2 separate regions of the Danio rerio genome follow, and region 1 is linked to region 2. Evidence: chromatin contacts called from public Micro-C data. All regions are on one chromosome and are shown on one strand. The core of a region is the stretch at or near the end of the contact, and the rest is flanking DNA. Distances in the headings are between cores, read along the strand shown.

What was found. Hi-C and Micro-C count contacts between places; a contact is called where the count stands out from the background.
Region 1: a contact with region 2 is called in a Micro-C map of caudal fin, with 4 times the contacts expected there. The contact joins the promoter of gmds here to the promoter of exoc2 in region 2. A contact is called at or near these places in 3 of 18 Hi-C or Micro-C datasets (caudal fin, hematopoietic stem cells and an unstated tissue).

The regions. Positions count from the first base shown.
Region 1 is chr20:29,536,604-29,540,772 of GRCz12tu, forward strand. It overlaps gmds (GDP-mannose 4,6-dehydratase), which reads right to left and starts at 1,957. Exons shown (of 12, transcript NM_200489.3): 1 at 1,727-1,957. The coding sequence starts at 1,822. LOC141379245 (a long non-coding RNA gene) reads left to right here and starts at 724. Exons shown (of 5, transcript XR_012395739.1): 1 at 724-887.
Region 2 is chr20:29,337,430-29,341,167 of GRCz12tu, forward strand. exoc2 (exocyst complex component 2) reads right to left here and starts at 2,411. Exons shown (of 28, transcript NM_200604.2): 1 at 2,392-2,411.

The DNA.
Region 1 (4,169 bases), core at 707-3,206, 200 kb after region 2:
TTTTTAATAAAGGTTTGCCTCTAAACAATCACTTCTGGTGTGAGTACTTCAAACCAAAACCTACAAAAAGGAGTTTCTACAAAATAATCATTATCATAAAATACATACAAACTGCAGTGCGACTGTGCTAAATATACATAATAATAGGGGGAAAAAAGACCATCGCAACTGCTGTTTCATGCTAACTTAAAGTGAAACCCATTAGCTTAGTGAATATTTATTTAGTGGTCATTCTAAAAGGTTATTAAATTGTTCATGCAAGTTAATAAATATTGATCAATCAAATCTATATCCTTATTCTAAGCATTCTGAGCACTGTGCATTTTTAGAAAATTATTTTTCATCAATTTATATTATTCAGGTTTAAAAAGTGCATTATTTGAAAATCTGAAATGCATGTTTACTTAGGAACTTTTAGAATACAAACAAATAAGTATGCAAATCAAATTATGTCTATTGTACAAAGAATATAATTTCATTAGTTCACCATATACACATGTCTAGGAGTATCAAGTCAGTTTTAGGGATTCACCCACAGTTTACCCAAAATATAATAATAATAATAATAATAATAATAATAATAAATTCTGTCATTTTCTAATCATTTACTCGACTTTCACTTCTTCTTCAAAACCCACTTGAGTTTCTTTTTTCTGTTGAACACAAAAGAAGATATTTAAAAAAAATGTTGGTTACTGGGACCGTCTGACTTCTATAGTATTTATTCTAAACTATGAAAGTCAACGGATCCCAGCAACCAGCATTTTTTAAAATATCTTCTTCAGTGTTCAACAGAAGAAAGAAACTCGTAAAGGTTTGAAACTACTTGAGGGATGAGGGGATACTTAACATTTTTACATGAACCATCCCTTTAAAACAGTGAAAAGGTCAGTACTCCCACACATCAACATATTTTAATGAAAGTGACGATCATATTCGATGTGATGCTTAAAAAAGATTTCATTTTAATCAGCAAATTACACAACAGGAATGTTGTGCAAGAGGCTAGAGGGAACGCACGAGCAGTTGTCAGTTATTTTGTCTTTCATATAATGTCAGGAAATGACGTGTGAAATGAAACCACATACTACCAAGCCACTACCTGAAGCAGAGCTCATACTAAAATATTGTTTGTATTGTTAACAGAACTAACTAGCATGCATGTTTAACGTGTAGTTAAGGTACCTAAAAGATGCTGGCCTGGGTTATAGAAGCAAACTACATTATGTTTAGGTTCAAGGGGAGGTTTAGATAAGTTAGTAGCTACCTATTTATTACACAGTAATTACATAATAAGGTAGTCAGTATACACTTGAAACTGGGATGTAAAATAAGATGCTACCGAAATAACTAACGTTACATGTACACTAAATATTGGATTTGAGCTAAAATTATAGTTGTCATGGCTACCAAAATAGGTAACAGAGTCCTGCACTCAGTCTGCGTAGAAACGTGCAAGATAAAACCACCCCACAAAAGTCTGTCATCGTCTCCCTAACGTTATTTTAAGAGCTGACAGCTTCGGTTACTATTAAAGATATATTTTTAAACTCTAATGAGACTAAACAGTGAGCGAATCAGTCATTCTGCATCACACATCCTTCAGTTTTCCGCACAAAAACACAACGGTTCAGAGCAGCGTATGACTGACTAAATGGTTGTTTTTTGGACCATCGACGCGTCTCGGCTACCGTGTCGGAATTGTTGAGACAATACTTCACGTTACCTGACCGGTTATGCCTGTAATGATAGCCACTTTCCTCTTCCTCTTGCTGTCTCCGTTCATACCGCCACCAGTCGTCGTTGCTGTACACTGAGCCATTCTCTGGAGCGGGTTTCTGTTCTGACCGAGTGTATGTGGTTTGGTTCCGCTGTGTGCGTTCGTTTATCAACTACGGATGCAAACACATCCGAAACTCCAGCTGCTGGAGAGACACATCAGAAACCTGCAGTCGGCAGCCAATCACAGAGCAGAGCGCCAGTGACGTGTACACCACAGAACGAAGAGGAGAGGAATCATGCTGGCTCATGGTGAAGATGCGTCACAGCGCCAGCTTAAGGTTTAAATGTGCAGGAGGAGTTGGACACTATTTTTTACTCTCTCTCTCTCTTAATTTTCATTTACAAAGTGAATAATTAAATATATATAACAAGTATAATTAAAATATAATTATTAATGATAATAATAAAAAATATAATAATAATTATTACCTACAAATTTTATATTTTAATAATTAAATTTATATAATTAATTATTAGATGTTTTATTAGATTTTACATAAATAACAAACATGAATAATATTTGAATTTTATAATAATAATTAATTATTTTGAATAAATTATTATCATAAAATTTATATATAACTGTTAAATAGCATTTAGTACTGTTGTTAAAAGTTTGTGTATTATTATTATTATTAATATTATTATTAAATATAAAATGTTTTCACATAATTTTTTTACTTAAACCTGAACTATTTTAGGGCAACACGGTGGCTCAGTGGGTAGCACTATTGCTTCACACAGCAAGAAGGTCGCTGGTTTGAGTCTCAGCTGGGCCAGTTGGCATTTCTGTGTGGAGTTTGCATGTCCTCCCCATGTTTGCATGGGTTTCCTCCAGGTGCTCCGGTTTCCCCCACAATCCAAAGACATGCAGTATAGGTGACTTAAATGAACTAAATTGGCTGTAGTGTATGTTTGTGAATGTGAGAATGTATGGGTGTTTCTCATACTTGGTTGCGGCTGGAAGGGCATCCGCTGTGTAAAAGATATGCTGGATAAGTTGGCAGTTCATTCCGCTGTGGCAACCCCTGATGAAAAAAGGGACTAAGCCCAAGGAAAATGAATGAATGAATGAAAACTATTTTAATGACATTGTTATTATTACAAATATTTAACATTTATAATAAAAACAATCATCAAAATGAGAAATTTAACACACAATACAGCTATTAATCATTATTATGTGTACAATACTATAAATATTGATTCAAATGTTTTTCTAGAGATCTTACGTCATTGCTGAGAAAGTACAATTCGACTAGTCTGGTTTTGCTAGTTTCACTGTTCTTTGCTTTTCTTCCAAACTAGTCAAGCTGGTTTGTTGACTGGATATTGTGCCTTGTCTATGACGTGTGAAACGTAAGCAAACAAAATTAAAGAGTAAGGTAAAGCACATGACTTCAGAATGACTTGAATAAACACAATAATCAAATGTTTGTTCAAAATAAATTTTAATTTATACAATACCGAGTTCTAAACAACTAAACAACAAAACAGATTTCAAATTCTGGAGGTAATTTGTGAAAACGTACAAGACCTAATACATTAAAGTACTGAATTAATTTCATTTTTTTTCTAGCCGTTAATTAAACTCTATATTTCAGTGTCTTACAATCCAGTCATTAAATAGAGTATTTAGAAACGGAATAAAAATAAATAAATCCTTCTCTTATGTTTGATCACAAGCGGAGTTAGAATCCTAATCTAAAACACTGTTAGCTATCAGCAGACGTACAGTAAATTTCACCCTATTTACTATAGTGTCAAAGCATTTCAAGTAAACATCAGACAGGGTGAACGAAGCAAAAACATCCTCTATGTTTATAGAACCACACAAAAACACACAGTATACTTGAAGGTAGTGTTCTGTTTTTACATTTGCCTTCATGGAAGGTGAGATGTCTACTAGGAAGTGAGGGAGTGAGCAAGACCCTATCAATGCCTAATACAGCTTGAAGCCAGTGTTTAAGCTTAAAAATGACAACAGAGCCTTGATATCAGCAACTACAGGCATTAGATAAGCATTTGGAGCTCGTGGGATCCTGAACTTAATTTTGCCTCCAAAGAAACTCTCTAAATGATGTCATAGAATAATGTGTGGGGAGTGAGAGCTGTATTTGGGTTATTTGTATCAGATAACAGTAGTTACATGCACATGAATAAACTCTAGCAGCACAGGCTTGTCATTCAAAAATTGTATCACATGCAGTTTTTTTTCTTTAGAGTGTGAAATGCAGCAGTGTCCTGTGTGAATTTGTCTGAAAACCAAATTGTAATGTCTTCGCAATTATCATTTGAAATAATACCATGAACCAATGATGTAAATAATATAAGACTCGATAAATTTGTGCGTATAGAGTATGATCGAGGATTTCAGTATTGCACAA
Region 2 (3,738 bases), core at 1,161-3,660:
GGAATATTCTTGTAGAATAGTGAATTAAAAAAATTGCAAGAATAAATAATTAACATAAATGTGAAATAAGTAGTCGGATATACAGGTACAGTAATACAATACAATATTATCATGATATTTTGCCCGTGGTTATGATAGATCACGATATGAGCAATATATCACCAGAAAAACATCCACAATATATCATGATATTTGTAAATGAAGAGTGGATAACACATCAAAAAGATTTAGGATGCATTTTTTTTTATTAACAGCACATATAGTTCTTAGAATTGCACCATTGATATATGAGACTATATAACGAGAAGCATCACCTCATGCATATCACTATTTTGTCCTGCCCCTGTTGAATAATTAAATGCATAGTATAATGTAAGCACTGTACATTCCTCATTGCTGATCAACAATAATAATCCCAACTCCGGTTGCAATGTGGCTATTGCAAATGCACACATTCCAATATTGATGCTGAAACGTTAGATTGTGCAGTTCTATAGTTGTTTTTGTTTATTATCCGCTTGTGTATGCAACACATAGTTCTACAGCCTACTGACACATTCACACACATTTCTCCATAATATAATTTCAGAAAAGTATTGTTTGCAACATTCAAATAGTGAAACTCTATTAGCAGCCAACAACTATCAAAGTACAACATTTTTCACAGACAATTAAATAGTGCTAATGTTGTTCTTAAGTCACAGCTACATGTCATTTTATTCTAAATTAGGGCTGAACAATATATCAATGGATGCAATGTGTGTATCCGCAAGTCACTTCGCAGGATTAGATCATTGCTATAGAGTAAAAAATTAAATATATATTTTAATTATTATTATTATTTATACAATGATGACCATGTTATTTTACATTTGATGGATCAATTTCTCTACTTGAATACTGTTAGACTCCCCAGAAAACCATTTTTGCTGGCAATTTATAATCATTTAAGCAAATGCACTGCATGCATATAAAAAAGACTTCATCACACATCAATCTAAAAGAATGAAATCTTTACAAATAGAGCTAAAAGAATCATCATTATATTCATATCTCAATATACAATTAAAGACAAAATTATTAGCCCTCATTTGAATGTTTTTGCCTTTTTTAAATATTTCCCAAATGATGTTTAACAGAGCAAGGAAGTTTTCACAGTATGTCTGATAATATTTTGTCTTGTGGAAAAAGTCTTATTTGCTTTATTTTGGCCAGAATAAAAGCAGTTTTTAATTTTGGTATAAAACATTTTAAGGTCAAAATTATTAGCCCCTTTAAACAATTTTTTTTTCTTGACAGTCTACAGAACAAACCATCATTATACAATAACTTGCCTAGTTAACCTAATTAACCTAGTTACGCCTTTAAATGTCCCTTTAAGCTGTATAGAAGTGTCTTGAAAAATATCTAGTCAAATATTATTGCAGCAAAACAAAATATCGCAATGTGAAATTTTTCCAATATCGAGCAGCCCTAGTCTGAGTATTCAAAGAACCATGGTAAACCATGTAGGGAGCATGTCACAATCTGTAATTGAATGAATGTGCGAATATAAAACCAACTTTACCTCAATCTGCAGTGTCAGAGAACAAAGTCAAAGCCAAAAACACAAAACAGAAAATATGCTTTCAATAGTAAACAAACGAAAAACGAACAATTCATTAGTACCATCACTGAGAGTTAACCATGATCTGATTTTAATTTACATTATGATTTCAGCTGCAGTTATATCGAGCATCAAAAGAAATAAAAAGCAATGAAGCCGGAGTTCTGGGTTGCATTTTAAGTTGCTGCTATTATTTAACACTGATACTCATTTAAAAGAAAACTGAAGATGAGACGGAAGGAAAGCAAAAACAGATCATGTCTGAATGCTCATTTTGTTTTCAGACCCCAAAACAAAACAAGATGTTACATCTGTCACTAAATGAAACAAATGATACTGATTACACAATAATAAAATCAAGTTATCAGGCTTCAGTCAAATCGAATTGAAGATACATATGCATTCCTACCTTGTTAAAATCATTATGCATGAAAATTGATACTGATATAACGTTAGCTGTATGTAACGTTAAACATTGCAATGACGGAGAGCCTTAACAGAGGCAGTTTATTCGTTAAATGAAAAATGAGCTGTTTCAAAATAACAGTAAATGCATGGCGTATTTGCTGTGCACATAGCGCGATGGTGATGATTATAGCGAATTTATCAAACTAACCATTAAGATAAACAGGGGCTCTGACATATAGCACACTGGCTAATGCTAAAAAACAATCTGACAATAATGGCGAGGCGACGACGACGAATTAATTCAGACAAGCATTTTACCTCATAATAACAACAACGCTTCTTTACTAGTGGAGTAGAAAAACAACGCCATTACTTACTTTACTTAAAGCAATGAAAAGTAAATGCACCGCTTCTTTTCTCTGAAAAATAGTTCCGGTTTGGGTGCAGCGGCACCGCCCACACGACCAATCACATGACAGAAACATGACCCAATAATTGCAAGTGTCTGGATGCAGACTTGGATATGGGAGGTAACACTGCATGTCTCAGAGATGCAATGTCAGACACAATACACTCAATTGTAAAATTGTAATTCGTTTTTAAGAAACTTGCTGTTTCTGGTTTATTTAATGTAAATGCATACAAATGACAGCTGACAGGTAACATACTGCTGAACTCCTGGCTGTTGGCGTTTGCAAGAAAATATCTGCTGACTGTTGATTGAAAGACAGCTAAACCGTCGTGTTTGGAAGCACATTTTCACACATTTAATTTTTATCAACTTGAAGTATTGTTTAAAACCACAATAATGATGTAAACAAGATGACTGACATAGATAGAGCGATATATATATATATATATATATATATATATATATATATATATATATATATATATATATATATATATATATATATATATATATATATATATATATATATATATATGAATAGATTTTAATAGATCTGAAGGTGATGCATATGGGTTAGATACTAATGTGTTGTTTTTTAACAGCCACAGTTCTCCATACAATAATACAAGACCCTGACTGTGATGATGGCTGAGTAGAGACTGATTGAGATTGTGTATTTCCAGAGTTGTTGAAATGACCAAGCATACCTTCATGGTCATTTCTGGTGATAATAATAAATGTATGTCACGGAAGAGATTAATATAAGTTTAATAAAATTCTGTATTTGTTTAACAGTAAGCTGAGAGGGTATTTGAGCATTAGAGAATAACAAATGACATGAAGGTGATAAGTTTTGTATTGTGGGTGAACTGTTACTTAAATAATGTTCTGCTCTTTGCTTTGCACTTCCCTCCTTCTGCGAATCCCAATATTTTAGACTCCATTTAGACCTGAAACATCTGCTAGAGTCCTGGAAAGGTGGCATCAATACTGGACCTGAAAGAGCCTATTAAGTTGAATCTGGTAAAGAAACACACACACACACTGGTTGCAAAAAAATAGTTTCCGTATTTTATAATTCATGTTTTGTTTTTGTTTATTTACTTTTATTGATTGTGTACAAATTGCAGCATTGATCTCCGCCTGGTCAATTATTGATGTTGAAACTTTTATTTGACTTTTTTGACATTTGTGTAGTTTTAAATATTATATTATATAAGAAATAATATAGAGGGAATTAAGTCCACAACAGACAGAAAATGTTCATGCAGTTTATTACAAAGTTTTTGTATCATGATGTACACCACCAACC